Linked DNA regions of Mus musculus: all the other regions are linked to region 5. A link is a contact called in public HiChIP or PLAC-seq, Micro-C and promoter capture Hi-C data. All regions are on one chromosome and are shown on one strand. The core of a region is the stretch at or near the end of the contact, and the rest is flanking DNA. Distances in the headings are between cores, read along the strand shown.

Evidence for each region. Promoter capture Hi-C pulls out the DNA fragments that hold promoters and counts their contacts. A called contact is a pair of places that touch in the nucleus more often than the background predicts. HiChIP or PLAC-seq counts read pairs in DNA pulled down with a chosen protein or histone mark.
Region 1: a contact with region 5 is called in a promoter capture Hi-C map of hippocampal neurons, with 9 times the contacts expected there. The contact joins the promoter of Vamp1 here to the promoter of Kcna1 in region 5. A contact is called at or near these places in 2 of 39 promoter capture datasets (cranial neural crest and hippocampal neurons) and 1 of 115 datasets of contacts at active chromatin or transcription factors (astrocytes).
Region 2: a contact with region 5 is called in a promoter capture Hi-C map of hippocampal neurons, with 3 times the contacts expected there. The contact joins the promoter of Ing4 here to the promoter of Kcna1 in region 5. A contact is called at or near these places in 2 of 39 promoter capture datasets (cranial neural crest and hippocampal neurons).
Region 3: a contact with region 5 is called in a promoter capture Hi-C map of hippocampal neurons, with 5 times the contacts expected there. The contact joins the promoter of Ltbr here to the promoter of Kcna1 in region 5. A contact is called at or near these places in 5 of 39 promoter capture datasets (cranial neural crest, embryonic stem cells and hippocampal neurons).
Region 4: a Micro-C map of embryonic stem cells shows a contact between it and region 5, with 1.9 times the contacts expected there. The contact joins the enhancer-like site here to the promoter of Kcna1 in region 5. A contact is called at or near these places in 1 of 39 promoter capture datasets (embryonic stem cells), 1 of 484 Hi-C or Micro-C datasets (embryonic stem cells) and 2 of 115 datasets of contacts at active chromatin or transcription factors (embryonic forebrain and embryonic stem cells).
Region 6: a contact with region 5 is called in an H3K27ac HiChIP or PLAC-seq map of embryonic stem cells, with 7 times the contacts expected there. The contact joins the promoter of Tnfrsf1a here to the promoter of Kcna1 in region 5. A contact is called at or near these places in 5 of 39 promoter capture datasets (cranial neural crest, embryonic stem cells, hippocampal neurons and 2 more), 1 of 484 Hi-C or Micro-C datasets (embryonic stem cells) and 3 of 115 datasets of contacts at active chromatin or transcription factors (SST interneurons, embryonic forebrain and embryonic stem cells).

The regions. Positions count from the first base shown.
Region 1 is chr6:125,213,957-125,217,915 of GRCm38.p6, forward strand. It overlaps Vamp1 (vesicle-associated membrane protein 1), which reads left to right and starts at 1,625. Exons shown (of 5, transcript NM_009496.3): 1 at 1,625-1,771. The coding sequence starts at 1,770.
Region 2 is chr6:125,038,404-125,042,408 of GRCm38.p6, forward strand. It overlaps Ing4 (inhibitor of growth family, member 4), which reads left to right and starts at 1,445. Exons shown (of 8, transcript NM_133345.2): 1 at 1,445-1,494. The coding sequence starts at 1,458. All of the region lies in intron 1 of 4930557K07Rik (RIKEN cDNA 4930557K07 gene), which reads right to left.
Region 3 is chr6:125,311,778-125,315,753 of GRCm38.p6, forward strand. It overlaps Ltbr (lymphotoxin B receptor), which reads right to left and starts at 2,108. Exons shown (of 10, transcript NM_010736.4): 1 at 1,813-2,108; 2 at 1,613-1,709; 3 at 1,217-1,342; 4 at 975-1,133; 5 at 493-589; 6 at 266-345. The coding sequence starts at 1,908. It also overlaps a transcript of Scnn1a not described here.
Region 4 is chr6:125,366,831-125,370,759 of GRCm38.p6, forward strand. Plekhg6 (pleckstrin homology domain containing, family G (with RhoGef domain) member 6) reads right to left here. Exons shown (of 17, transcript NM_198604.2): 13 at 3,752-3,884; 14 at 3,551-3,666. Among named protein-coding and RNA genes, the nearest start is that of Gm52918, 3.8 kb to the right of the region's middle. Within about 2 kb of position 1,426, at least 111 of the 459 cell types and tissues checked have an H3K27ac peak or open chromatin away from gene starts, as enhancers often do. A contact at or near this core is called in embryonic stem cells, where this site is marked.
Region 5 is chr6:126,643,558-126,647,441 of GRCm38.p6, forward strand. It overlaps Kcna1 (potassium voltage-gated channel, shaker-related subfamily, member 1), which reads right to left and starts at 2,244. Exons shown (of 2, transcript NM_010595.3): 1 at 699-2,244; 2 at 1-329.
Region 6 is chr6:125,348,074-125,352,129 of GRCm38.p6, forward strand. It overlaps Tnfrsf1a (tumor necrosis factor receptor superfamily, member 1a), which reads left to right and starts at 1,650. Exons shown (of 10, transcript NM_011609.4): 1 at 1,650-1,989. The coding sequence starts at 1,951.

The DNA.
Region 1 (3,959 bases), core at 375-2,874, 1.4 Mb before region 5:
GCATGCATCTCCAAAGACGTAAACGCTTGCACACAGGACACCAACATGTGGACATCTGAGTGAAACACATGATTGCCTGAGAGTTAGTCTCTGGGGGATGGGGATGGAGCTCAGTTGGCAGAGTGAATGCCTAGCATGCAAAAGGAACAGAGTACGCTGACCAGCGCTGCAGAAAACTGGGCATGGTGGTAAACTTCTGCAGTCCTAGCATTCAGGAGGCAGAAGTAGGAGGACCAGAATTTCAAGGTCATTCTTGACTACATTTCATGTTTGAAGCCAGCCTGGACTACACAAGCCTCTGTTTCTGCTGGGAAAAGAGTCTCTGAACGTCAAGTTGTAACTGTCCTATTAATGTTACTATGTTCTCTTTCCTTTTGCATGGATGCCTAAGATATAAACATTTACACTGCATCCAAAACCTAAGCTTCCACTAAATGTAAAATAAGAATTCTAAGGCTAGGAAAACGCAACCACAGCTATAGATTCCTTTAAAGCTGTGAAGCATAAAATAATGTTGAATTTTACAACTGATGTCTAGGAAAGGGATTCTACTGGAAGAGAGAAGAAACGTCTTTAAGTATTGAGAAGGAAAAATTGATTCTACTTAGATTTTGGAGGAGGAGTAAAGAGGAAAGGGCTGGGGCTGGAGAGAGATGGCTCAGTGGTGGAGGGAGCATATTGCTTTTGCAGAGGGTTTGGTTCCCAGCACTCACATATACTCAAAACCATCTAGGGAATAACCCTCCTCTGGCCTCCAAGGGCACCCAAGCATGCATAGATGCAGGCAGAAACTTGTACCATAATATATATATACATATGTGTGTGTGTGTGTATATATATATATATATATATATATATATATATATATATACACACACACACATACATACGCATAATGTGTGTGTATATATATATACATATATGTGTGTATATATATATATATACACACATATATATGTGTGTGTGTATCTATATATCTGTATATATGTATATATCTATATCTATCTATCTATCTATCTATCTATCTATCTATCTATCTATCTATCTATAGAGAGAGGTCTCAAAAAACAAAACAAAGCATAAACATAAAATAGGGAAGTCTACTTTAGTTCAGGTTTCTGGGCTGGGTTAACTAAGTCGCTGTGTTAACAGGTTTAGGGATGAAGTTCGTGATAGGGAAGAGAAGAATGAAGAATGTGGGTTTTATGGTCTCAGGCAGGGATGGTGACGGGGTGGTCCTGTGGCCAAGGACTTCATGAATATGCATTCACTGCTGAACCTCGCAGCCAGTTGGATTCCAGCGTCTAAGTCACTTGGGTTTCCTTCTGCCAGGTGCTGTGGGCGGGAGCGGTAAGAATGACAGCAGTCTCCAGCTCAGCGATTGGCTGGTAGGCACCATAAAAGGTCTAACTCAGCGGCGGAGACAGAGTTTGAGCTGGACTTTAAGCAAGCCACTTTTGTATTGGTCAGTGAAGAAATAGAAATAAGAGGACAATGGTAATTGCTGTAGTTGTGGGGGCGGGACTAGCAGGCCATTTCTCACGAGGATTGGACCTGGAGGTTTTGACATCATCCGAGAGGCGTGGTCATGTCTAATAAAGCCGAGAGCCGGCCCTGCACCTGCAGTAAGTTCCACCGCAGTTAGAGTTCCGGGTGTTTCGTGTGAGGCGGCGCTCGACAGTTCCGTCTGCTTCAGCCGCAGTGTCTCCCTGCCCGTCTCGTTGCATTCTCCAGAGAGGGGACGGACCTCCACTTCCTCTTTCAGAAAAATGTGAGTTGACTCTGCTCTAGGGTCCTCGACACCTCTTTACCGACTCTCCCCCGCAGTGTCCGACTCTGCGGGACGGGAAATGGCGCATTGCAGCAGCTGCGGCGACGCCGGGAACCACCAGCTCGCGCCGCCCCCAGACCGGGCCACCCCGGACTGCGGGCAGCGCTCCATCCCGCACCAACTGCAGCTGGCACTCCATGGCAGGGCGAGGGCGCGGGGGTCCCACGTACACCGCACCCTCCCCTCTTGTCTTTGTATCGTGGAACCCCAAAGGGGAAAAAGTGGGGGAGGTATAGATTCAGACAGGAAACTCGGAGACCCTTTCTTGTTTGACAGACTCTTAAAGCCTCTGGGAAGACTTATAGGTGTTCCTGTCCATTCTTGACTTGGAGTGCCCGCAGTCTCTGCGTTATGCATGCCCCTCACCCAGAGTGTGATGTACCTGCCTCATGGCTGTGAGCAAAGCTGCAGAAACTTAACTTGCTAGTTCTGTGGCGCCTTGCGAGTAGCTCAGAAAGTCTCAGGGGACAGTGGTATGAAATCTTAATGCAGCTGTTTATGCTAAGGCGATTTCCAGTGATCAAGTCCTAGCCAAATAAATATTGGAGGAGAAATAGGGAGAACAGTGAATTCTTCATTTTATCCAAAACACATAGTTTAGCCTTTAGCTCTTTTTGGCATCATCCCCTTCTGTGGCCAGATAAATTAAGAACTTCCCTTTAGGATCACATACACACAATGAAGAATTTTCTTTCTTTTCATTTATTATCTGAATCTCTTGCCTGGTGCTAGATTTATTTGTGTTTGTTCCCTCTTCCTCTCTCTCTCCCTCTTCCTCTCTCTCTCCCTCTTCCTCGCTCTCTCTATCCCCCTTCTTTGTTTGGCTTTTCCATATAGGGTTTCTCTGTGTACCCCTGGCTGTCTCAGAATTCCCTCTATAGACAAGGCTGGCCTTGAACTCAGAGATCCACCTGCCCCTGGCTTCCAAGTGCTGGGATTAAAGGTGTGCACCACTACACTCTGCTTGTGTTGCCTCTATTGGCAAAAGGGGGGCAGGATTTTGTATTACATAAGGGTTATAACTCCCTGAATAGGTTAGGGTGGAGTGTTTCTACCTGCCACAAATAGTAAATAAAGTGAGTTCTCCAAAGCTTCACAGCCATTTTATCCGTTCTCTGCATTAACATTCTGTGCAGTTTTTACAAGCCCATAGATCTAGATGTTTAGGGGAGGGGAGGGGTCCTTCTTAGTTGACTGGCTGCAGGTAGTTTCATGTGTGATGTTTGGAAGGAGGTTGAGAAAGCATGGTGGCTAGCAGGGAATCACGAGGTCTCTGACCTTAATCTTGTCATTGGTGCCACCATCCTGGACACCTTCCAACACTAGCTGCTACCAACTCATTGAAATCCCTCCCTCTGGTCTAGAACTAGATTGCTTAGCTAGCTCAGTAGCAGTGCAGATCCTGTGGCTCCCATGGCTTTGCAGATTCCTCTATGTTTAGGAAGGAAATGGGAAAGCGGCCCTTTAAGTGGAAGAAGCTGGTGTAATCTGCTAATAGAGTCTTTCTGAGGGGCTTCTACATCTTGATCTTAGCCAAAAGGCCGAGAAGCGGTTGGGGTTATTACATCGTGTCTAGAACATTTCCCTTAGTTATGGAAAAAGAGATTCTGCATCTTGGTTCTGTTGTAATTAATCAAGGAATTTACTTTTTTTTTAGCAACTTTCTGGTGGCTTAACCTTTACTGTACTTATTCTTGGACTTTTCTAGCAAAGATTTTTTTTTTTTTTAGCACTTAAGAAATTTCTATTCCCCATCAAATTTTAGCTTTCTCTCTTTACCTTGCTTCTGTGGGTTTAACTCTGGGAACTCGTTAGCTGGTGACTGTCAGAGAGGAGTTCATCTTCAGGCCCCACCGTTGCTTTAACCCCAGCAGATGGGGAGGCAGAGGCAGATAGATCTGTATTTCAGGCTAGCCTGGTCTACATAGAGAGTTCCAGGACACCCAGGGCTTCGTGAGACCTCATCTCAAAACAAAACACCCGAAACACAAACCAAACCAAACCAAACCCACTCTGGATTATTCCCTTCTAAGGCCGTGGGAACGCTTTGCCCTCAGCGGTGCTGGTGGAGAGACTTGAACTCACAGCAGTGTAGTTCAAGCTTCCTTATCTGACACGGGACTGGGTA
Region 2 (4,005 bases), core at 195-2,694, 1.6 Mb before region 5:
ATAACCAGCTACTGGGTTTAAGATGGAAGAAAATGCCAAATGCAGTGAGCTTCCCATGATAATAATGGTTATCATGTTCACCTAAAATGGAAGACCATTGTGCTGGACAGAGCAGAACAAGAAACTTAAGAAACTTCTCACAGTCTACCATGAAAGGATTCGGCTAATTTCCCAAGACTGCTTCATGAAGATTAAATCCTTCATACAGTACTGAAAAGATTGGCAAATGTTCTCCTATCTGAGACCTAGCCAGCTGTCACTACTTGGTGATGTGGATAAAGAAGTCTCATTTAATTTGGGACTGGGCATCCAGGACAGTAGTACCTCAGTATTGTTGGTTAGCTGCCTGGTGCACTTTCCACTCACCAACTATGGAGAGTTTGACAAACCTGTTCTCATCACAAGGATTGCAATCAGCTCCTCCTTTGTGGGTGAACATCCATTTCCACTTTTGCGCAATGATAATGTCTGTTATTCTCATTGTATAGGAAAAAGCCGGCCGAGTCAGTTATCCGACAGCATGCTCTTAGATTAGAATGGAGTCCACATCCTGCTGTCCTGCTTTAGCAACTGCTCAGCAGGAAACTTGGGCTTATTGGGTATAAAAGAGCTCAAATTTTATCTTACAAGTATGGGGTCTAACTACTGTGAAGGGTATATCAACTTGAGGCGACACCTATCTGCTAGAATCTACCACCAATACTAAGAGGTTTGAGTTCTCTTTCCCTAAGAGCAGCAACCTGACAGGTTTTGACTAGGGTGAAGGCTGCTATCTAGCATATACTTTGATGACCCAGTCTTTTCAGTACATAAGTCCATTACAAAACACAAACATGGATCTCCATATCGCACGCCTTTAATCCCAGCATTAGTGAGGCAGAGGAAGGTCTCTTGGAGTTCGAGAACAGCGAGGGCTACACAAAGAAACTTGTAAGTGATGAGAGATGCAAAGGGTTAAATTTGCAAAGCCTGACAACTTCTGAAGAAAGCATCTGCCTCCGAGACTATTCTACTTAAGCTGGGACGTTGGTGGCCAGATTCATAATTAGAAAAGCAAAACAGCTCGATTCCCTACTTGTTGAAAGCGATTATTTGCAAAATATAACTACACATAATAGATTCCCCCATTTACCAAACATTCCTAGTTTTGGAGGGAAAAAAGTTTGCTAGAGAATGCAAAATGGCGACTTCGCGTGACGTCATGCCTGTCGCAGACACATATTGCCGCCTTATTAAGGGCGGAAGCCAGGCTAAATCAGCCTCGCTGTAGATGACCGTGAATAGGCGCAAAAAAAAAAAAAAAAAAGTTCAGTTTCCGGCGGATGTATCCGAGGCAGATAGTTTAGTAAGGGCGGAAGTTCAGGTACGGAAAAGGTGTAATCCAAGAATGGTTACAGCGCCTGTCGTGTATCAGTCACTTCCGGGGAAGATCGGAAGTTGCTTTGTTTTGCTTCAAGATGGCTGCTGGGATGTATTTGGAACATTATCTGGACAGTAAGAGCCAACTGGAGAAGGGGGTCATGGGCCATAGAGTGGTGTAGAGGGTCCAGGTTGACAGACTTCATGGCCCCGAGGTTCTGGTAGCCTGAAGATCACAGGAAAAGGGTTCCGTGGGAAGATTTATTCGAGGGGGAAGAGGGAGGGGGCGGGGCAGTGGGCTTAGAGGCCTCGCTCAAGATCTGGACGAGGGAAGGGCTGCTCCGTGGGATCAGGGCTGGGCTTTAAAGGGTTAGGGGTAGCAGGAAAGTAGTTGCTGACTCAGTTCTTGAGGGTAGATTTTTTTTCCCCCCTAAGTTGTGCAGCGTCGTTACTTACGCACTGCCATTTGGAGCAGCTGCAGATATTCGACCTAATTCCTTTAGTCATTTATATCTCAAAAGTTGCTCCTCATTAAGCTTGCTGGGTGGAATAGAGCGACCACTGAGTTGATCGCTGAAATGCTTTACTTTATGAGCAAAATCCAGTTCTCAAAAAATGAGGAATATGTCTGTCTGTCTGTCTCCTCGCCTCCCTGGTCTTCCCCCTCCCCCGTCGTGTGTGTGTGTATGTGTGTATAGAGACTGGGAAGTGAGAAATCGGCTGGGGATATATTAGACTTTTAGGCAACTCTTAACCTGGGCATCTTAAAATAGAGCATTGATTTTAATAAAAGAAAGTAACTGATCAAATAATGGTAGCAGTCCAAATCAGAAGTGCAGACCTGGTCTTAGAGAATGACAGAAAGTTTTAGATATTAAACATGGCACACCTTTAATCCCAGCACTTGGGAGGCAGAGGCGGGCGGATTTCTAAGTTCGTGGCCAGCCAGGTCTACAGTTTGTTCCAGGACAGCCAGAGCTACACAGAGAAGCCCTGTCTCAAAAACAAACAAACAAAAAAAGATATTGAACATGGCAAGATTGATTGAATGACTTTGCGATTGAGAGAGAAGGAAAATCCAAGGTGAATTCTGCTTGGAAAATAAACTATCTAATCAGCAGTGTAGGAGATTCTGGAGTAATAACAATACATTAGTCTTTGCCTTAGAAATAGGCATTCAATCTGACAGTGAGATTATTCAGGAAAAAACTTCAGACAGTAAAAAAGACACTGAGCTCAAGAAAGCAGCATTTAAAGGATAAGATGTAGTGGTTCACGCCTTTAATTCCAGCACTCGGGAGGCAGAGGCAGGCGGATTTCTGAGTTCAAGGCCAGTCTAGTCTACAAAGTGAGTTCCAGGACAGCCAAGGCTACACAGAGAAACCCTGTCTCGGGAGAAAAAAAAATGTCGATGCTGGCAATACCAGAAGGCCTCTGACCTAGTATTCACTGCTAGGAGGAAGTAAGTTACTTGAACGAGAAGGTGGTGCCGACTGCCTCGGGAAAGATGAGTCATCTGATTTGGTAATCTGTTGTGACTAGTAATCCTAGTGAACTGCTGTCACAGACTTAAGAAGCCCCCTCTTGTTTTGTCTTTTCAGACAGTGTCTGATTTAGCCCAGGTTGACCTTGAACTCCAGGCCCTCCTTCTATCTCCACAGTGCTATTGATTATAAGCACCAAGCCATATTCAGTACAAACATTTTTTTACATTTGAGTTCGACTTACAGAAACACAAGTTTGGGTAGCACATACCTTTAATCCCAGCACTTGGAAAGATCTCTGAGTTTGAGACCAGCCTGGTATTATAAGGTGAGATCTCGGCCCGCCATGGCTACATAATGAAAGCCTGTCTTTATGTTTATATAGGAGATGACACTAGACCACTTGCCTAACAAGGGGCAGCCCCTGGGATTGAAGTTCAGTCTGCCCCACCACAGGGAGCGAGAGAGTGAGGTTAAGCTCTGTAGAGAAAATTTGCTTTTGTGGAGAAGCTTAACTAATAATACGTTTATTCAATTATTTATTTGACACTTTCTAAACATGAGGGGAATTTAAAATTTGATCCAGGCATGTGTCTCCTGGAAGGTTAGGGAGACATACCCAAAGTAACTATTAGTTATTTCGTTATGGTTGGATAAATACTAAAAATACTGGCTAGACTATCTCTTTTTTTTGTTTTTTTTTCATTTTGGTTTTTTTCGAGACAGGGTTTCTCTGTGTAGGCCTGGCTGTCCTGGAACTCTTTGTAGACCAGGCTGGCCTCGAACTCAGAAAACCGCCTGCCTCTGCCTCCCGAGTGTTGGGATGAAAGGCATGCGCCACCAAACCCGGCTCTAGCTAGACTATCTTGACAGCCTGTCTATGTAAGGCATTTGTCCGAGTCTGGGAAAGTCCGGTTCTGAAACTGCACTTTGAAGAATGAGAAGAAGTGGAGTGGGGGAAGCAGGTACTGTGTGGGTGGGATGAGGAAGCCAGGACTCCTGGAAAGTTGCTGACAAGTGTGAGGCGCTTAGAAGGCCAGTGTGTTATCAGAGAGAGCAAGAAGATGGCAAGGCTGAGTGAGCTAAGCCAGATAGGAAGTGTGGAACACAGCCTTAAGTTACTGGACGGTTACAGAACGCATGATGAGTGCTAAAGTTGAGA
Region 3 (3,976 bases), core at 858-3,357, 1.3 Mb before region 5:
GATTACAAGGGTGCACCACCACACCTGCCTTTCCAAGTTTTCGTTTTTTTTCTTTTGGTCCAAACTCAGGGTCTTATGTATCCCAAGCAAGCGTTCTAACCATGGAACTACACGCTACCTCCTTCTGATTTCTTCAGAAGAAATGTTTCTGACTTTGTCTAACCCTGGGAAGAAAGATGCACTGTTCCCTGTTTCTGTGGATGAGGGGGGCTGAGGCATCTTCCCAGACCGACCCTGCCTTGTGTTCCTCAGCCCGGTGTCTTACCTGGCTCTGGGGGATTTTTACAGATGGTATCCGAGTAGGAGGTACCTGGAGCTGCCTCCACCAGGCCCTGGATCTCACATCTGTGGAGAAACAAGACTGTGAGCTTCTCCCTGCTCCCCTTGGTGACTGGCTCCAGGAACACATGGTCGGGATGGCCGGAAGTCAAGGATGGAGGAGATGACAACCCTTGGGTTTCCTGGAGGTGAGTGGGGGAAGGGCCCTCTCACCTGGTATGGGGTTGACAGCGGGCTCGAGGGGAGGAAGTGTTCTGGAAGTGTCCCGGCTTACAGGGGACACAGTTGACGTCAGTATCCATAATTTCATCTGGCAAAAGAAAGGCAGGCCAGTGGGGGTGAGTGGGTAAGTGTGAGGACTCGGTGGCCTTCCTTTACGTCCCCTCTTTGCCAACCATTCTGCTCTGTAGTTGCTACCTTTCCCAAGCTTGGCTTTGCAGCCTGCCGTTTTGCCCAAGCTTCCCCAGGGCTGACAGGAGGGAGCTACCTTCTAAGCTCCTCATACCAGTTCATGTCTTGGCAGACCCCCTCCTGTGAGCCTTTTTCAAGGACTGATAGATTCTTTATGGTTCTCCCAGTGGGCAGAGGTACCACACTCACAGTACCAGTGGGGAGAAGCACCATGCGCACAGTATCACGTTCCTTGCCCTTGATGCCCAGCCTCCCTTTACTGGCTGCCCTCAGTGACCTCTGACCTGTGACCTCGGCTTCTGTGCCAGGCTGGCAGAGTACAAGCCGCTCCTCCTCACAGTGCACACACTCATTGTCCAGATACACACAGGACATCCCCGGCTGACAGCGGCACTCGGCTTTCCGATCGCTGGTGCAAGGGGCAACCTCCTCAAAGCCCAGCACTGTCAGGGAGAGGGAAGAGTCAGAGAGGAGCTGGCCCTCCCAGTCGTACCCATCATGCAGATCCAGATGAGTCCCCACTTACCAATGTCACAGGGGCGGCACAGCTGGCAGGTGGAGAGATGGTTCCAGTGTTCATTATAGGAATTATGGGGGCAAGTCTTGCAAACCGTGTCTTGGCTGCGGCTGCATACCGCAAAGACAAACTCGCCTATGAGGCGAATGGGGAAAGAGGGTTATCAGGAGACAAGAAGTCCATCTCTGCGTCCGCTGCCTCTGCTTGCTGCATGCCTCGGAGCCTCTCCTTGGTCTCTTTGTCCCCATCCTGTCTTCATGGCTACATGCCGCTACCTCTTCAAATCTCAGTGTCCGTGGGACAATGCTAATGCTTCGTAGACTCTCCTTCCTGGCTAGTTTTAGCAGTGCTGGCTCATTCTGGCTCACCTCTACCACCCAAGCCACTTGGAGCCACTGTTCTCACCTGGGGGACAGCGGGAGCAGCAGACGTCGTGCATGGGCTCGTAGTATTCCTTGTCCTGGTCCCAGCAAGTCTGGTTTTCTATGCGATAAGGGGGCACCTTCCAGAGGAGGCGGAGAAAGAGAAGAATGAGGCAGGGTCAGCTCTGGAGGGCAGAAGGGCTAGAGAGAAACCTGGTCCATCCCACCTAGCCCCTCCCTCACCAGCTGGGGCTGAGAGGCCACCAGAAGCCCGCTGAGTCCCAGCAGGAGTGGCCCCCAGGCCAGGCCGCAGGGAGAGGAGGCCCGGGGCAGGCGCATGGCGGCCTTTCGGCTCGGCTGACCAGACCGGGTGGAGTCCTAGGAGGAAGGTGGGAAGCCCGGACGTCCTGAGCAGCGTTGGCCACGACTTCCCAAGCCTGGCGGCTGGGCCGACGTGCCCCCGGGGGCCGGGAGCGGCCGGGCCTGGCCTCCAGGGCTCCAGCGCCGGGCTCAGGAAGTGGGAGTGGAGCGAGCCGGCCGGGGGCGGGGGCAGGGAGCCCTGGGAGCAGAGGCCGGCCTGTCGCAATCGCGACGGGGGGGGGGAAGAGGAACAGGCTTGGCCGCCTCGACGCAGGGCGGGAGGGGGTGGCCGGGAAAGCACGTGAGAGCTGCAGGCCCGGAACCCGGCCTCCACCTTTCTTCGGAAGCCTGGCTCTCAGAGGGGATTGCGGATTAGGATCGCTTGCTGGCCGAAAGGGGGGCAGCAGAGACAGTGGCTAGCCATCAGTCAGGCCCACCTCCGAGAGCCCGAGGCAGAGCTGACTTGGTTGACCTGCCGTGGACGTTGAGGCAGAGAGCTGTGGACAGCTGGGTGTCAGATTTGCAAAGAGGAGGCGCCAGGGATTGACAGTGCACCCAGCCAGGATACCCAGAGGTGGTTAGCAGATGCAGCCAGCGTCTGGCCAGGCATCCCACTTGGCAGAGACTGAGGGCCTGCTCCACTCTGTGACTTTTTAAAAAGAAGCTTCCACAGTAACAAGCCCACCCACGCCACACACCAGGGCGCACACCACAAGACACTGGAGAGAGTTCAGCTGGCCCTGAATCTGTCCTCTCCTCTGGGACCTCTCTCACGGAAGGGTGGGCGTGTGTAAACCCAGGTCCTGGTGAGTGGGGGCTTCTGGGCTGGGGCTGGGTAGCCTAGTTCCAGCGTGTGTGCACATAAGCCTATAACTCTCTTAAACCGAGGGACCTGAGAGCCCAGCCAGTGTAGGTACCTTACTTTCTAGAGAAGACCTGCCCAGGGTGCCAGGCAGCGGTGCACAGGGTTCCAAGATCGTTAAGCCTGGTGGGCCTTTTCTTCCTGCCATTAATAGCCCAGAGCTGCTGGAAGTATGTGACACCCCTTTTTCCCACGTCTACTGATTCCCAACCCCCCCCCCCAGCCCCCTTCACACACACACCCCTCTAAATTTCTATTAAGAAAACAGCCATGGAGCCCCCAAGGAACCCTAATGTCTGCCCTGTGCTCCTTACTAGGCTATTGGCTGGCCCGTGGCCTGGTTTGGCTATTTAGTCTAGGCTCACGGAGTCTAGCATGATCTGGCTTATGCCACTGGCCAGGTACATATTCGTTGTGTAAATGAAGGCTGTCCACACCGCTTAGCCACTCTGGAAGAACTTAACTGCAGTCCAGATCTGATTTTCAGATCCCAGCCCATGGCAACATCTGTCCTGCCTCCCTTGTGACTCGGGGGTGGGGGGTGGGGTTGGACTCTCATTTGGAATGAGGGAAAGCCTTCTCTTGCAATAGCTCACCTGAGAACTGACCTTTTCCATGGTGGATCAGATATCCAGACAGGCTTTCGGTGGAGCCTCGAAATGCTGGCAAGGGATTGAGTTTTAGAGAAGACCTGGGGAGAGGGGGGAACAGAGCGGGGCGGGGTGGGGGGGAACTTGCCTGGGCTTTTTTTTTTTAAGTGTATACTTTTTTTAAAAAAAAGATTTATTTATTATTATATGTAAGTACACTGTAGCTATCATCAGACACTCCAGAAGAGGGAGTCAGATCTCCTTAGTGGTGGTTATGAGCCACCACGTGGTTGCTGGGAATTGAACTCAGGACCTTCAGAAGAGCAGTTGATGCTCTTAACTGCTGCCTGGGCTCTTGATAGTCACTCTGTGCTGTCCCCTCCCTGGGTGCTGGCCCAGCAGCTCCACTCTGCTGGTACCTGTCTGTCTCAATTGTCCCAGGTTCCCTGGCAGTGGTAGAGATACTGAATAGCAGACCTCTGATTTCTCTTCCTTCTGGGCTCAGGGAGTTGGGGCAGGGGCTTGACTCACTTGGATCTCTTAACAGCATAAAGGAACGGGTGGGTGGGGAGCGGCCCTAGATACATTTCACTAT
Region 4 (3,929 bases), core at 176-2,675, 1.3 Mb before region 5:
GTAGGAGCACAAGGGCGGCTGGGTCAGAACCAGACATGTTGGAGGAGGGTTGGGCAGGCATAGGAAAATGGTATCAAGTGGACAGTTGTTCCAACTCTCCTTTCCCTGGCTTCCCAGTCACTGAACCAGAGCCGAGGTTGAGAGCAGGAAACTAGCACTAGGGGGCCAGTTCCTGTGTCTCCTCCCTTTTCTCTTCTCTGGGCTTCATCTTTCTGCTCAGTGTGAAGTTGAGAAAGGTAGGAGCAGAAGGGTGGTGGGCTGCACAGCCTGCTGTGAGGAGAAGCCACGCCCTTTGCCCTCTCCCCCCCCCCATGCCCCAAGTTTGACTTTGTGATGGCTGCTGAGGATGGGTTAGTGTGGAGGGAAAGGATGAGCAGAGGACTTCTTTAAAGAATCTCTGCTGGTATTGGCTTCACTAAGCTTGCCCTTGTCCCTCCCCAAGAAAGGCAGGAGCTTGGGAAACCCACCCTGGGGTGGGGGGAGATGTTGAGCAGCTGAGCCCAGGGCTTCCAGCTGCCTCAAAAGCTACAGCAGGGGGATCTTCTCTGCTACAGCAGGAGGAGAGCCAAGGTGAGGAGAGCCAAGGTGAGGAGTAATGGAAAGAAAGCTAGAGTGGGAGGGAGGGAGGGCTCCTCTTCCTCTTCCTCCCCCTCCTCCCCCTCCTCCCCCTCCTCCTCCTCTTCCTTCTCCTCTTCTCTTTCCTCTTCTCTCTTCTCCTTTCTTCCTCCTCCTTTCTCTTCTTTGTTTCTCTGAGACTGGGTCTTTCTATGCAGCTCAGATCCAGAACTTGCTGTATAGCCCAGGCTAGCCCTGAACTCACAATCCTTCTGCCTCAGCTTTCTGTGTGCTGGGATTATAGGAGTGTTCAACTAGCTCACCCCCTTGTGTCACAATGACCCACACTTGTAGCGCTCCCAGGACGCACAGAGCCTCAGGCCAAGCCACTCACTGGCTTGTGGGCTATCACTGTACTTCCCCAGATGAGGGCCAGGCTTAGAAGGGCTAGTAACTTGCCAAGAGCACAGCGTAGGCTCTGGGCTGCTCTCAAGTCTTGCTTTTGTTTAATTGGCCCCAATTTCATCTTTTGGCCTCTTCCTCTGAGGGTTCTCAGTTCCTTTTCCTCCTCCCAGCCACTAAGTCTCCCCACCCCCACCCGCAAGCTCATTTTTTGTTAAAGCATAAGCCACCTCAAGGAAGCTGCCTCACTAACATTTCTGCAAGGGGAAGAAGAAAAAGTCTGAGCTCTGGGCAGAAGAAAAACTAAGAGAAACTCTCACCCTGTGTGAGCATGTGCATGCGTGTGTGTGTGTGTGTGTGTGTGTGTGTGTGTGTGTGTGTGTGTGTTGCAGTGTTTCAGGCTTTGAGTGGCTGGGAACCTCACTGCAAATTTGATCACAGAGGAGAAATGACTCCCCATTTGTCACGCTGCAGAGCCTATCAGGGGCTGTTATTTTGCATATGAACACAAGCAGGTTTGACTGGTTCTCAGAAGTTCCAAGTGAGAATGTGGCAGAAGGCTTGTTCTAAGACTGGGAGCCAAAGGAAGAGGAGACACTTGAGAGGTTGGTGTGGAAAAGCAAAGTTTACAGGTGTGGTGATGCCCATGCACATACACGCGCCCACCCACAAATAAATAAACAAGTAAATAAGTGTGCACATTCCTTCCTGGGGCTGGGGTGGAGTGCAGGGATACGCACTTTCCCAGGGTAGCAAAGATGCTGGGTTTGATCCTCGGCTCTGCCAACAAGCAAGACAAAGAGTCTAAGGCAAATCTCCAGCTCTTTGCCACTCTGCTCCCACCGTGGGTTTGCCTGGAGAAAGCCGGGTCCGAAACCCAATCCCCAGAAACCATAAATGTGACTTTAGTTGGGAACCGGGTCTTTGAAGATGTGAAAGGACCTAAGGTGAAGACCTCAGACATTCCATGTGGATTCTAAAGCAGGCGTCTGGCATCTTCATAAGAAAGGGAGGAGAATCTGGACACCAGCATACAGAGGGGAAAGCCAGAGATGCGGGGGAGGGGCCAGGAGTTGCTGCTCCAAGTTAAGGGCCACAGAAGCCATTGGTAGCTGAAACACAGATGCCCCCCTAGAACCTGGGCAGGAAGCTCAGTTCTGTCAATCCTGCATTTTGAACTTGTGGCCTCCAAATTTGTGAGGGACCCTGTTTCTGGATGCTTTGCTTTGTTTGTGTGGAACCATGGCTCAGTCAGCTCCAGGGTCTCGTGCAAGCTAAGCACGCGCGCTCACTGAGCTACACCCTAGCCCAGCCTCTGTTTTTCTATAGCCTCTGAACTGATAGTAACAGATGTAGCTTTACTGATGTCTCTCTCTCTTTTAAGCTCCTACTTGTATCACTTAAGTCTGCCTCCACTGGCTCCACGTTGTCTACAGGTCAAAGTTCAAGTTCCTGCGTGGCCCTTAGAGCCGGGCATGATCCTGTGGTACCACCTCCTGAACTCAGCTTCTGCTGCATCCACCCTTCTACTTCTCACCCTAACAATGCCAAGCAAACAACCTGCTCAGTTCTACACACACGCACACTTGAGTGCACACACCCACACAGTCATGTCCGTACACCCACACACATAATACACACACACACAATCGTGTGCATACACCACACATAATACACACACGGCCATATGCATAATATATACACACATAGTATACACACAGTCATATACATAAACCATACACATAATACACCCACACAGTCATATGCATACACCACGACATAATACATACACATATATAACAATGCAGTTATATGCATACGTCATATACACACACAACACACATAGTCATATGCATACACCACACATAATACATACACACAATCATATGCATACACCACACACACACACACACACAGTGGCAGTGGGAGGGAAAGAGAACATGGTTCCTACTGAGCTCTAAAGGTTTGTATGACCTTGATCCAGTCCTGGTCCCTTCCTATAAAGTGAGAGATGGGGTGCCTCTCTCAGCACCCAGGACTGTTTCCTATTTCTGGGTCTTTGCACTGTAATTCCCTTCTTCCTGCTTTGTTGTCTGCTCTGATGCACCGGTTTCTCCCCCCTAAGCTCCCTTAGCACCACTGCTTTTCCAGCAGCCTGCTGGGACAGACAGCATGGCCGTTCCCTGCTGCTGTCTTTGGCATGCTTGCTTCTGTTATTTGTACCCTGATTACTCTAATGAGCTGAAGCACAGATTCCTGGAGGGCAGGAATGGTATTTTCATTCTTTTCTGACTCCCTGGCACGTAGCACTAGCTCTGCTTGTCCCCAGAAAGTGCTCCGTAGGTGTCTCTGAACAGAAGATAAAGTTTAGAAATTCACTGTTTCGGTATGGGGAAAGCATTCGGGTGTACGGCGTGTTGGATTGTCTCAATAGCTGCCACAGGCTTTCTCAGACTCTGGAAGGCATCCGACCTGCTGCTGGTCAGATCTGCCCCTGCACCAGCCTCTCGGCCCTCCTTCACCCTTCTGTGATGCCAGTCCTGAGCTCCAGGGATGCATGCTCGCCCGCCTCCAAGCCTGACCCACCACCTACCTGAGCATGCTGGGTCTTCTCCAGCCACCGTGCACGCTCTGTAGAACTGGGACAGTGCACAGTGAGGGCACTGGAGACACACTGGAATTCTGTGAGGTGGATCAACAGGAAGCTGTCTGCACAGAGAAGAAGCTCTGCTTTAAGGGCTGGGCCTTATCTGACCCCAATCCCAACCCTTCCTCCTCTGGAGAAGAGACATACTGGGGTCTCGCAGTGGTCGGCACACGAGTTTCTCCAGCATGAGGGGAGGACGGATGACCTTGGCTCTGTCCGCCTTGCGTTGAGGTTTGGTTACCAGGAGCACATCGGAGAAGAGAAATAGGTACACATCCATCTACAGGTAGGGGTGCAGGAGAAAGAGGCAGGGTCAGCCAGAGTC
Region 5 (3,884 bases), core at 994-3,493:
TTTACGCAATTTGGAAACCCCTCTCGCCTGAGGGCCCCCAGTGAAGCTTTTTTGCTACTCTTGGGGTATTTTTTGGGGGGGGGTGCTCTGTTTTTGTGTTGGTGAATGGGTTTTTCTTCCTGCTCTGATCACCTTAATGCACACCTGCCATCGCTTCCGGGGCTCGCCCCGGCTCCCCTCCCCTCCTGCAGCCCTTCTAGGACACGGTGCAGTGCCAACTCAGCAGCTCCCCAGGCCTGTCACCCACTTTGCTGCTCCTTGGCTCTCCCCCCCTCCTACCCCTCTTCGCCTGCCGCCTTCTAAGCTCCCACCGGGGCGATCGATGGACGCTGCAGAGAAATAAAAAGTGATACGAGGGTAGAAAATCAGAAGCATTCTGATGGGACGAGCCTATAGACACCGAAGAGCACAGACTACTAGCTTTTGTAAAACACATCGGACGTTTACTGGGGTTAACACATACTCACAGACAGACACACAACAGACACCCAGAAATCCAAGTTTGGAAATCTTCCATCCCACTTTTCCCAACGCCCAACAGCCGATCTGTTTACAACTTCGTAAAACTGGAGATCGGAAAAGCGCTTAGAGATACTGAAGGAGCTGCGGGTCCCGGAGAGCAACCCCGCACCCTCAGCCTCCCCCACCCTTCACCCCCAACCTCCGATTCTGCAGCCCCGAACTAGAGAGCTTCCTACCTGGCGGGCCGGCTTGGCGCAGAGGCTGTGCTGAGTCGGCGGAGAGTCTGAATGCGGCAGGTCGCCTTTGCAGCAGCCGGAACGAGCAGCCGCCACCACCGCAGCAGCGTGCGAGAGGCTCCGGGGCCCCTCGCGTTTCCCGTCCTTCTCCTCTCAGGAGTCCGATCGTTTTATCGAGCAGCTACGGAGGAAACGTCCGTACCCTACCCCCATCCTCACACGGTGCAAGCAACCTGGAGACGCTGTCCTCTCTCTGGGGAAGGGAGTCCCGGAGGATGCGGGGTGGAAAGACAAAAAGGCCACCTTCTCCGGAATCACCCAAGCAAATGGCGATAAGCTGCACTCTCGCCCCCCTCTGAACACTACGGGAGCCCTTGATTCGATCCCGAGGGAGGCGGGCGGCTCAAAGCCTGGCTCTACATGGCTCTCCGGTAACCTGCGCTACCACAGCACGGACCTCTCTCCGCGGCGCGCCGCGAGCCTTCAGCAGCTCCGAGTGGGGCAGGGAGCGTGCGGCCGCAGGTTCGCTCGGTCCATTTCTGGGCGCTGCAAGATCAGCAGAAACCTGAGAAAGCGCCTGGAATGCGGAGCAGCGATTGGCCCACCCGGGCGTGGGTTGGGGAGGGCGGGGGAGGGCAGGAGCGAGGAGGTAGATGGAAAATATGAGGGGGTGGTTTGGCAGAGGGGGGTTGTCATTCAGTTCCCATCCTTGCCTGCACAGCTTTTCTTCCGCCCCCCCCCCCGAAAAGCCCACCACCAACTCCTCTTTCCCGGCGGCCGGCAGCCCCTCCCACGCACGGCCCTCCGCTGCGAGCGACCTTCCCCGGGAATTTCACATTGGAGATGGTCAGGTCCGACGCAATGCAGGCGGTGGTGTCCCTGGCAGAACTCCTTGGACCAGTCTGCTTTAGATGCAGTCACACAGGCGATCTTGCTCCTGCATCTCGCTCCTCCGCGCCACCCCGCCTCTCCCCCAGAGGCCTCTCTGCTCAGCCCACCCTAGCCCCCCAACCCCACGCCAGCCACACTCCAAAGGGTGCAGTTTGGTAAGCGCTGCAGTTGAGGATCTCCGGGATTCATCCACACAGTGTTACTGGGAGAAGGTGGTGCCAAGTGTCTGTTTCACTTGAACCGAGGAGGGGGAGCTGAAGTTTTCTTACAGTCAGAATATTCTGAAATGCAGAGAATTTGACGGGAGGGGGAAGGGAGGCGGCGGGGGCGGACAAGCAAAGGTGTCGTGGATTTGTGGATTGTCTGCCAACTTGGTGCTAATTGGGACAAACGTGAGAAGCAAGTCGCCCAATTCGCTTCCTACCCTCAGTCCTGCCTTCCGAACCTCCCCACTCACCCACCCACCCAGTGGCCCTCTGCCGCTCAGGACCACTTTCTAGGCTCCGGACATATTCGCGCAAGGGTCACAGTGGCAGTCTGAGCAAGGGATATGCACCGCGTCCCCAGTGCCGCTGCACCTGGATACAGGCTGCACCGGAGGAGGCAGCCAGCAGCTCCAGTCCTTCCACCGCTGCGGAGCCTCTGAGGAGCCCCCAAGAATCCAGAGTCATCGCTGATTGGTTCTTGGCACGGCCTTGGTACCGCCCCTTCGCACCACCGCGGCTCGCGGCGCCTGCCGCCCACACCACCAACCTCTTTAATCAAAGTCAATGATCACATCCTCCTGGCTCTATTGTGGCTAGTAAGGCAGGGGCCTCTAGAAGGATCCCAGGGATACAGCTAGTTAAATTCCTCCTCCAGATTCAGACCCCAGCATTCCTTTCAGGGGGAAAAAAAAAAATAAGTGTTTGTTCGCTCCTCTCCTCCGGATTCCTAACCCTGCCTTTTCTTCCATGAACAGCGAGTTCTATTGCACAGTACTTCTTCCCACCTTAAACTCCACCCAGTGCACACTGGTCCCTCATCCCAGAAACTCCTTACCCCCCGCCCCCGCTCCTCTTCTGCACTGATGCTCCATTGGTGGAAAAATAATAATAAATGCGAGGCTCTGCCAAGAAATGTCAGGCATGATGGTTCGGTAGTCGCTGCAGCTAAAAAATCTCACAGTGAACCTACTGCATCAACATTTCCTTGCCTTGTCCCAGAGCTTCACTTCATCTTCCCTGCTCCGTTTTACTGCCCCCGCCCCGTCTTCCACTTCCTCCTTCCTGATCCTGAATTCTTGTTTCCTGTGCACGTCCTTGTCCTGATTCATCCCTTATTATAAGGAGATTGCCTAAGAAAAGTGTTTCAGATTACATAGCCTCCCAATTCAAAAATTCAGAGTTGTAAGTAACAGGATTACTGGATCCTCCCAAGTGGCTAATGTGATTAAAGCGGGACTTTGAACCTCCGAGGAACTGGACAAAAAGTTGTTGAGATGAGGATTCGGCGTTTTTCACATGAGTCCTCAGTTGCTAGGGGTCAGAAGGCCCTTAAACATTCAACAAAAGTTTGTTCTGCTTAGCTTTGGACCAGCCTTGTCCTAGCGCTGGGTGACCAGTGACATACAGTTCCACATCTTAGGGAGCTCACATTCAATGGGAGGCACAGAGTAAAGAAATAAACCCAGAATGTGTGTCCAGTACTAGGATGGGCTTCCAGATGGGAAAGACCTCTCTGCAGAGGGCTCATGGGAATCGGCAACCTGAAACACAGACCAATGGATAAAAGACAAATAGTTTATGAACAAACATGCAAGTCTTAACGCAACCAAAAGGTCATTGTGAACAGGAAGAAATAACAAGGAAGGTCATGGCAGGTGGACCATGGGACCCCTTAGGCTGGGAGGAAGAGGGCAACAGAAGGCATCAAAGGACATGCATCAACATAAAATGGTTGTCTTTAATGGGGAGAGTGTTGTTTGCTTATTCAATTTCCTTGTTGTTTGAAATGGTTTTACACTGAAGCCCAGGCTGGCCCTAAAAACACAGTAACTCTCCTGTTTAAACCTCCCTAGTACTGGGGTTACAGGCAGGAAGCATCCTGCTGTGTTTTGTTTGGTTTTAACTTTGAAATTATTTTATTTTTTTATCTGTGTGTCTGTTTCATGCATGGGGGCCACACACATAAACTGTGGTGCATGTGTGGAGGTCAGAGGACAGTGTATAACTGGATCCCCGAATCAGGTCTGGTGGAAAGCACCTTTAACCACAGAGCCATCACACCAACCCTGCTTTGGGGTTTTAAAAGATT
Region 6 (4,056 bases), core at 400-2,899, 1.3 Mb before region 5:
TGTGGCAAACACTTCTAATATTAATATGAATCTTACCACCAAACTAGCCTTGAGAAATGTGCTAGTGTGTTTTGTGTCTATTTGTGTGTGTGTGTGTGTATGTGTGTGTGTGTGTGTGTGTGTGTGTGTGCTGGGGATAAACTTAAGGCCTCATCTATGCTGGGGAAGCCCCACCTCCACCCCCGACCACATACCCACACACACCATTTCTTTTTCCTGGCTTGCTCCCATTGAAAACTGGCCAGTCTGATAGAGGGGGGTGAGCTTCCAGCAGCAGGGACACCTCCAGCTGGTCTTCCGCTCTGCCTTCAGGGTCACAGAGGAGAGGAGACAGCAGGGTTAGGATACTGGAGGTTGGAAGTCAGGGTAGCTCACAGGGAGAAGGGCCAGGAGCTCTGGTTCCAAGTCCCCAAGCCCTATGCCCCTATTCCTGGGTTTTCCCTCCAAGTCTCAAAGTCTCAGCTGCTTTTAAAGGACCGCAGGTTGGTTGAACTGGCATGCATAAAGAAGGTCATTGAGTCTCAAGGGCACTCGAGTGAATAGTGTCCGGGTGTTACAGGGTTCCATTGCACTGAAGACCTGCCCAAATGGGGATGGCAGGAGGCAGCCATCCCTAGTAAGGGATGCTATCAGAAGGTAAGGTCTTACTCAAAAGGACAGAGAGAACTGTGGGCCTTGCAGTAGGAGCTCGGCTGGCATCCTGATTCTCCGAGATCAGCCTCCCAGTGTGCAGAGTCCCGTGGCTTTTTCCTCACCCCTAAAGCTACAGACTGTGGTATAACTATCTTTGAGGTCAGTCCCAACGGATGCATCAGGATATCTAGAGCTGGGTGTGGTGGTGCACACCTGTAGTCTCAGCAGGTAGGAGGTGGGAGGATGAGAAGTACAAGGCCAGCCTCAGCTAGACAGTGAGTTTGAGGCCAGCCGGCTTGGGCTAAATGAAACCCTATTTCACACAGGTTGGAAAGGGGGCCCTGGGAGCCCTTTACAGAAGCCTGAATTCTCATGGCTTCTCTTTGCTATGTCAGGGCAGGCACTTTTCACTCCAAATTAACAACTGGGGAGACAACCAAGGCTTAGGAGAGGGTGCTGCCTGACACCCCCTCACCCGTGCCCCACCGTTGGTGACCGAGCCATGGTGGGCAGCTGAGGGACTTGTCTGGAAGACACAGATGAGAGTCAGTGGGAGTGACCTTGGGTCAGGACCCAGGCAGGGTAGAAAAGAACATTTGATTTCCCTCCCGGTTTGGGCTGACTGGGTAAACGTCCAAGAAAGTGCGATTAGAGGGAACTCAGAGGGAGGGAGAGCGCGAAGCAAAGGAGTTCTCGGCGGGCGAGCATCAGATATTGCCCTCCCCCTAATAACTCCCGCCTGCCGTCCCGTGAGATAGGTGGGCTGGCTTCCTTCCGTGAAATTGACAACAGGCTTAGAGGGGTTAGTCCACCGGTCTAAGCTCACCCACTTCAAAAGCAAAGGAGTCCGAACTGGAATTCTGTGGACTCTCAAGCTCTTAAGTGGTGTTAAGTGGGTTTGGGGCGCCAAGCTACGGGACCCGGGCTACAAAGCGTTAAAGAACCTTGGCCCTCTCCTCACTCCTCCTAGTTCCCTCCCTCCTCCTCCCTCGCCTCTCCCCAGGCTCTTCCGGTCCCGCTCTTGCAACACCACCCCCGCCACTCTCCCTTCCCCTCCTACCTTCTCTCTCCCCTCAGCTTAAATTTTCTCCGAGTTTTCCGAACTCTGGCTCATGATCGGGCCTACTGGGTGCGAGGTCCTGGAGGACCGTACCCTGATCTCTATCTGCCTCTGACTTTCAGCTTCTCGAACTCGAGGCCCAGGCTGCCATCGCCCGGGCCACCTGGTCCGATCATCTTACTTCATTCACGAGCGTTGTCAATTGCTGCCCTGTCCCCAGCCCCAATGGGGGAGTGAGAGGCCACTGCCGGCCGGACATGGGTCTCCCCACCGTGCCTGGCCTGCTGCTGTCACTGGTGAGATGGGAGACTGGAGGGGAGGGTGGGTTGCTAGCGAGGCGCCGGGCAGGAGTGGGCTTGTACTAGGGGTAGAGATGGGGGCAGGGGCTTCTGTGCTTTAGTTTGACGCCAGGTTTGCTGTGCCTCACCTGGGGCTGCCCTGAGATGTGGAAGGGAGAAATCTGAGAGGGAGAGAATCTGGCAAGCCAAGCTGGCAAGCCTGGGCCCCTGACAGTCAAGGTCCTGGCCCGTGTTGGGCTGTGGTCAGGCCAGCTGCTCGGCCAGTGGAGTTAGACGGAGAAGCCTTCTTTCTCTGGCCGAGGTTGAACAGCGTGGGGCAGGGTGTTGGAAGACTGGGTGCTAGGAGAACCGCTTTGGCGGGACGAGTTTGGGAAAGCGTGCTTGGGAGTGGACCCGAAACTGGACAAAGCTGGGCAGCCTTCCGGTCCCAGACTTCTCCCTGAGACAGCCTCTGACCTTCTGCCGCCTCCATTTCTGCTTCCAGACAAGAGGTCCCTCCTGGCGTGACCCTCCTTAAGTAGCTAATACCTCTTTATCTAGGCCATGTATCCTCCTGCTCCCTCCCCACAGACCCAAAAGTCAGTCTCACGGTTTCCAATTCCACAGTTCCAATTGGGGAAGTTGGTAGCAGCTTGTTTTCGTCACTGGAAAATGTACTTTTCTCTGGCCTCGGCCTAGTGTTCATGTTCTCTTGATTTCTGTGTGTCCATAATTATTCTGTGTAGATCCTGGGGGCTCCCTGGCTGTCTGGGTGGGCTGTACCATCGGCGCAGTGTTCTCTGGGTCCTGCCTCTCCCTGGCCCAGCGTTATCCCTGAGACCTGCCTTTTTCTCCCTCCCCTTTCACTCCTCATTCTCTTCTGGTCAGTCTCCAGAGCCTCCTTGCGGGGGTGGGGTGGGGGGGTGGGGGTGGCTCCTTTGTGTCTATTCCCTTCCCTTTCTCTACACACCATTCTAAAGCAGTGGTCCTAGAACCCTGCCTGGGTGTCACCTCCCTTCTCCTGGTCCTGTCCTGTCTCCCAGTCTCTCCTGGGAGACTTGTCAAGGCTGCCCCTCTGGCTGTTCTCCAACTCCCCCACCCACTTAATTCTTTTCTCTTTAGGGGTAGATCACCTGGATTTAGGGCTCAGCCCAGCACCCTTACCCTCATGAACGCAGGCATGTGATGTGACTCCCCCGCTTTTTGTTTCTTTTATTTCCAAAATGTCTACAATGATCAGTACCTCATAGTTGTTATTAAGATTGAGTAGATGGATTTGTGTTAAATATTTATTCATTTCCTTCCCTGCTAGGTCCAATTCAGATTAGGTGAATGATCCCAAAGGGGAGTAAGAAGTATGCCACAAACAGAAAGGACTCAGCTTGGCTTCTCTCTTCTCATCTCTAGCAGTGATACTCGTCACTACTCACGTCACTACTCATTGTGACGGTAGATGTCACAATAACTGTCAGAGTGCAGTGGCCCAGCTAGGTAGAGGAGAGAGGCTGAGCCAGTTGTGGAGGCCCAGGTGAGGGTGGGGGCACCGTGAACAGAAGCAGATCCTGAAGACAAGGCACACGGAAGGCTACTGAAGTCTACATGGGGCTGGCCACTGCCTTATCAGTACAGAGCACAGTGCCTGTGAGGTGTTCAGGTAGGACGAGGTGCTGAGGTCATGAGGCAGTGATGGCCGTGGCAGGGATGTGGCAAGGCCAAGAAGACTTTGCTATTTTTAAAAAGTTTCAGTACAGGAGTGGAAATGACTTTAGAATACTCTGGAGGAAAAGACGTTCCAAGGCCTTGGTGATGTACTATCCCAGAGGCAGAACTGGGGGAGGAGGGTGGGCTATATGCCAACTGTCTTCTTGCTTAATGGCCTTTGCCTGTCTGCTGGGCTGAGCTTGCCTGCATAGACCCTAAGGCTCATAGTGTGTTATCATCTTTGGCTCATGGAGAGCTCTTGAAACTGTGAGCTATGTCCCATCCCCAGCACCTATCCAGGCCCTGAAAAAGAAACCTTGACCGTTGACTAATGGCTTAATCAATTCAGGAACAAGAGATTGGTCAGATGGGAACAAGGCGGGT